2 separate regions of the Callithrix jacchus genome follow, and region 1 is linked to region 2. Evidence: chromatin contacts called from public Hi-C data. All regions are on one chromosome and are shown on one strand. Each heading gives the region's core, a stretch centred on a gene start, on an enhancer-like site or on the middle of the called end of the contact. The rest is flanking DNA. Distances are from core to core; before and after follow the strand shown.

Region 1 (2,700 bases), core at 198-2,697, 1.2 Mb before region 2:
CATTTATTGAACATGTGCTGGGTTTACATCTTCCAGGTGCTGACAAAAATACATAAAGGGTTTTTTTTGTGAAGTTTTCAATCAAGGAGATAAAAACATATAAAAAGCTGTAAACTTGCAAGGTAGGAGGACAGCTTAAGCTCAGGAGTTCGAGAACAGTCTGGGTGACATAGACCTCATGTCTATTAAAAATTAAATATATAGATAGATATAGATATAGATATTAGCCAAGCATGGCGGTTTGCACCTATAATCTCAGCTATTTAGGAGGCTGAAGCGAGGGGATCACTTGAGCCTGGGAGATCAAGGCTGCAGTGAGCTATGATCACACCACCGCACTCCAGCCTGGGCAACAGAGAAAGACTGGTGGGAGAACGAGATGAAGCTGAAAACTTCGATAACCAGGAGCATATTTTTATTCTAAGAGCAAGAAAAAGCCACCAAAGATTTTTCAGCAGATTGCCGTGATCGTATCTGTATTTGAAGACTACACCGGTGCTGTATGAAAAAAAAAATGGATGCAGAAAGCCGAACTAGGAAGCTATTGTTCCTGGAAAGGATGACCCTGAAGGCGGAGAGTTGCAGAAAACAGAACTGATGTTTAAAAAGAAAAACCCACAAAACGTGTTGATGGAGCTCATACCTGAAAATGTGCCCACTGCGCTTCTGATTTCAAATAAGTAATTGTTTTAAATTGCCTACTAACATAAATTTAAAAGGCCCAGTCGATTCCAAACACTAACACCTAGGCGGGAGAATCTATGTGTATTTACTTGGGTGCACTTTACTGCATTTTTGCGGGCGCTATGGAAATTCTCTTCCAGGCAGTACACCTCAGGGGCGGCTCGTAGTGAAAAGATTGTTCAGAGAAGGGTTTGTCCCAAATCACCAGGACTCGGGGCTTGAGGAGCCTAGATTGCCATGAGGAAGGCTAGATTCATCACTACAGACAGGGAGCCGAGGCCTGGGTAGTGCTCAGAAGTTGGCAGTCAAGCTAGGTCAGGAAGCGCCGACGTCTCGGGAAAACTTGAACTCCACAGTGGATTCGTCCCAGTGCTGGAGATGGCAACCAGGTCGCCGAAAACTTTCCGGAAGTTCAAAGACAGACGTATGATCTACGGTGGCCGGGAAGGTCCCTGGACTGTGAGACATAAAGACAGAAGGGAGAAAAGCGCACGCGCATTGCTAACTAGACGCTAGAAAGCGTCCAGACCTACGTCAGCAAAGACTACGCGTATAGCTTCTGCAGTTGTCCCTCCTCATCCACCGCGCCCTTATTTCCTAGAAGGGCTGTCACCCAACAAGCTTTTCCATTGGCTTAGAGGAGGGAGGGCCCGCCTTCCCCTGTTGTCCACTGGCTGCCCGTTACGCCGCAGTTGGGGGCGGAGTTAGGGCGCCTTTCGATTGCATCAGCTGGTCCAGTGGGAAACCAAGTGGCGCAAGCGCAGTGTTCCCGGGCGCTCTGGCCCATCTCCGACCAGCCTTTTCGCTTCTCTCCTCTATACCATCGCTTTCGGGTTCTCTCATCGCTTCGTCGTTCGCCAATGTTTGAGGAGCAGGCCAGCAGTCCTTCAGGGAAGATGGGAAGCGAGGAGAAGCCGGTGAGCAGACCTGGTGGAGCCCAGAGACCGACCTGGGACTCTCGTGGGTGCAGACGCTAGGCTCGGCGTGGGGACAGGAAGCAGAAAACGGCCGGGACCGCGTGGGGCGGAGGAGGTGGGGGATGGTGGAACGCCTGGAAAGTCAGAGATCCCTTTGAGAAGCGTTCATTCATAAATAGGGGTGGGGCCTTGCAGTTTAGCCCTGGGTCCATTCTCTTTAACAGATAAGGTAACAGCCCTTGTGTCTCACATCTAGTTAGACGCGGAGACAGAATCAGAATCTTAGGCTTGGGGCTTCCAAAGTTGCGTTTAGAGCGTGTTGTAAGAGGGAAACGCATAGCAGAGCCTTATTTAATCAGTCTTCTAAAATTCTGCAGGGGTGAAGAGGTCTAGTCTAAGGAAAGGAAAACCGTGTTCAAGTTTGGGTAGTTAAGTATACATTCTGCCCACCACTGACCTGAACGATGCAGATGGGAAGATGAATAGGACCCAGTTACCAGACTTTGAGGGCCTCACAGCCTGGTGTGTAAGAGACAGGGAAACAGCCCCAGTGCTTTGTGATCAACCATGTGGGACTACAGAAGAGGGAGCTTAGGAGGGCTCTTTCGAGTTAAGTCTGGAAGAATGATTTCACCAGGTAAAACAGGCAGGACGGGGCTTCCCATGTAAAGGTAGGGAAGGCAGTGAAAAGGGGCACGCAGGTGAATTGTCTTTGGGGTTTGCAAGAGATAGATATGCCTGAATGGGAAGGTACGACAATCAGAAGGATCTTAGGCAACAAGGATGTTTGATATTTGTATTCTATACGTGAAGGATCTTAAGCGGGAAGGCTGTATTTGTAAAAATCATGCTGGCATTGGGGTAGAAGCTGAGGCCACATGCAGAAAGCTGTTGTAATAGTCCAGGTGAGAAGTGGTGACATTTTCAGATAAGGGAGCCCCTATCCCAGCTCTATGACAGGACAAGTCACTTGGAAGCCAAAGTTTTTTCTTGGTTGTCCACTCGGGATTGAATGGAGCAACTGCATATGGGCACATTCTAAAATATGTAAGTTTAATTCTAGATGATAAATAGTATCATTATACATCGATTTTACATA
Region 2 (2,700 bases), core at 2-2,501:
ATTTGTTACCAGGAGAGAAAAAAAAACTCAAGTAAAGGCGTTTTGTTCTCTGACTTAAGACTATACAGCTATTTATTCATATACTATTTATTCAGGACTATTGACTATAAAGTCATTTATTGTCTACTAAAACCTTCAGATTTCATTAAACTGCATTTAGAATATCTATGGCACAGGCTTAAAGGCACATATTTCCATACCTGAATAAAAGCATTTGCCTGCACACACTTTGCATTTTCCACAGTTACTTTGATTCCATTTTTAGTTGCAAAACATGTGGCATGTTCTCGGAAATGAATAGCTTTCAAGATAGTGGAGAGATTCCTAACGTTGTCAAGGCTGGCCACGAGGCTGTACTGATCATCATCGTCTTGGATCTGTTGGGTCAGAAGGGGCATTGTCCGCTGCACATTCGGCCCCGAGGGATGCTTCTGGGGCCAACACCTGCTCCCGCGGATCGCGAAATACCTGAAGGGATTGGACAATAAAACTCCCATCAGTGCTGGCGAGGTCTGGCGAGCTCCACCTGCGCTGAGAAATGGAAGGGGATTGGGCAGCTGAACTTGGCTGACCAGGCCGAACCCCACCGATGCCACTTAACTGTCTTTGTAACTCTGGGAGAAAATTTTCTAAGCTACGGTTTCCTCATCTCCGTAAGGGGACAATAACGTGAAAAGTTGTGAAGAATGAAGACACGCAACTGACACGGTATCTCCGCTTGGGGCCAGCTTATCCCGGCCAAACAGGAGCTACGAATCCCTACGGAGTCGGTTTTGTGTCGCCCGCGCCGCAAGCCTCGCCTCCAACGCAACAGGCGATGGGGGGGGGGGGGGCGGGCTCGGAGTGCCCAGAAGATCCCCCAAGGGTCCCAGACAAGCCCATTCACCAGCTCGCCCGCTGGACAGCATCACTTACTACTCTCAGTCCTCGAGTGCTGACACCCTACCTTTGCAGTGGGGTCTGGACGCCCGAGAGCCCTTCCCGGCAAAGTCCCTGAGGAGTAGCAAGGCGGCTCCGAAAAACCGCGGAAGAAGGGAAGCGGGTCCCGACACTTTTCAGCTCGGCCCTCCACCTCGGCCACCGTCACCATGGAGCGGAACGAATCCTAGAGAGCCAAGCGTGCAGCGCCTCCAAGACCGGAAGCAGGCAGGCACCACCGAGCTGGAGGACGACCGCTGAACCGAGCGCTTAGAGCCGCCGAACCATAGAGATCGGAAAAGGGTGCGAGCGGCAACACCGGAAAGAAGGCCAAAGAGCGCAGGCGGCGAGACAAGATGGCGGCAACCAAGAGGAAACGGCGTGGAGGCTTGGCAGTTCAGGCGAAGAAACCGAAAAGAAACGAGAAAGATGCCGAACCGCCAGCTAAGCCTCGAGCTACTGCAGAGGAGGTGGAGGAAGAAGAGAGAAACCGGATCCCAGGCCCCGTTTGCAAGGTAGAAGGGTTACACCAACAGCCGCGGCTCTGTGCGCCTTTTCTTGGGGGTTCTGACTACAGCTCTACTAATTTTAGAATAGCTCGGGTGTTGACCGTAGGTCGGTTTTAGCAGTTCTCCCGGCCATACTGGACACGGAGTTTATAGCTAATTCTTGTGCACTTGGCCGCCCTCCTGGGGGCAGCGGGTTTTAGAACCTTTAGCCGGCCCACGGGGAAGCGACTGACAGGGTGCTCAGATCCAGCGTTGTCTTCCTAGTTGTTCAATTATTTTTGGAGGGTGGTGCTTTTCCTTGGTTATTTCTCGCTTTTGAGTATTTCTTCCAGTGATTAGTATTCCTATATACGGCCGAAGTCAGCTGCTGTCAGGCAGGGATCCTGAAGCTTGTTAGGTGAGCCTTTAAAAAGTTGTTGGCCTTGGGACTGTGAGTTGTTAACTAGGTCTTTAACTCAAGGGATAATGAAAGATAGTCCAGATACTTTGAGCTTTACCTGTATTGAACAGACATTGAATGTGCCACGCATTGTTCCAAGTTAAGCTTCCTTTGGCAAAGATTGCAAAGGTGACTAGAATGTGACCTCTTCCTCCTGAAATGTTGGAGTTCAGGAGGAAACTTAAGTCAGAGAAGTTGGTGGTTTTTATTCGAAAGAAGTGCACGCAAGTTGTTTCAGTTAACTTTCATTCAACTAAGAACTATTCTTAAGCTACACAGTATACTGTGGAGACAAGGATTATCTTTGACATTAATTTCTCTGTCCTCTGCACTTAGCATAGTACACTCTAGTACGGAGTAGGTGATAAGTAAATGACTCCATGTGGTGTGATGGTGAGTGAGCTCTGAGGAATGATAAGTGTGGGGGCCGGGCGCGGTGGCTCACGCCTGTAATCCCAGCACTTTGGGAGGCCGAGGCGGGTGGATCACGAGGTCAAGTGATCGAGACCATCCTGGTCAACATGGTGAAACCCCGTCTCTACTAAAAATACAAAAAAATTAGCTGGGCACGGTGGCGCGTGCCTGTAATCCCAGCTACTCAGGAGGCTGAGGCAGGAGAATTGCCTGAACCCAGGAGGCGGAGGTTGTGGTGAGGCGAGATGGCGCCATTGCACTCCAGCCTGGGTAACGAGCGAAACTCCATCTCAAAAAAAAAAAAGAAAGTAAGTGTAAATTCTAGGATCGTTATTAACAGCAACATTCTGTGCTCTTTTCTGACCTGCAGATTAGGTGGGAGTGGGAGTGGGAGGGTGGGGGGAGGGAATACTTACTTTT

Evidence for each region. Hi-C and Micro-C count contacts between places; a contact is called where the count stands out from the background.
Region 1: a contact with region 2 is called in a Hi-C map of skeletal muscle, with 5 times the contacts expected there. The contact joins the promoter of TARS1 here to the promoter of BRIX1 in region 2. A contact is called at or near these places in 2 of 3 Hi-C or Micro-C datasets (induced pluripotent stem cells and skeletal muscle).

The regions. Positions count from the first base shown.
Region 1 is chr2:171,878,945-171,881,644 of calJac240_pri, reverse strand. It overlaps TARS1 (threonyl-tRNA synthetase 1), which reads left to right and starts at 1,447. Exons shown (of 19, transcript XM_002745076.7): 1 at 1,447-1,601. The coding sequence starts at 1,545.
Region 2 is chr2:170,711,180-170,713,879 of calJac240_pri, reverse strand. It overlaps BRIX1 (biogenesis of ribosomes BRX1), which reads left to right and starts at 1,251. Exons shown (of 10, transcript XM_002745071.7): 1 at 1,251-1,433. The coding sequence starts at 1,275. RAD1 (RAD1 checkpoint DNA exonuclease) reads right to left here and starts at 1,107. Exons shown (of 6, transcript XM_078365613.1): 1 at 947-1,107; 2 at 201-468. The coding sequence starts at 398.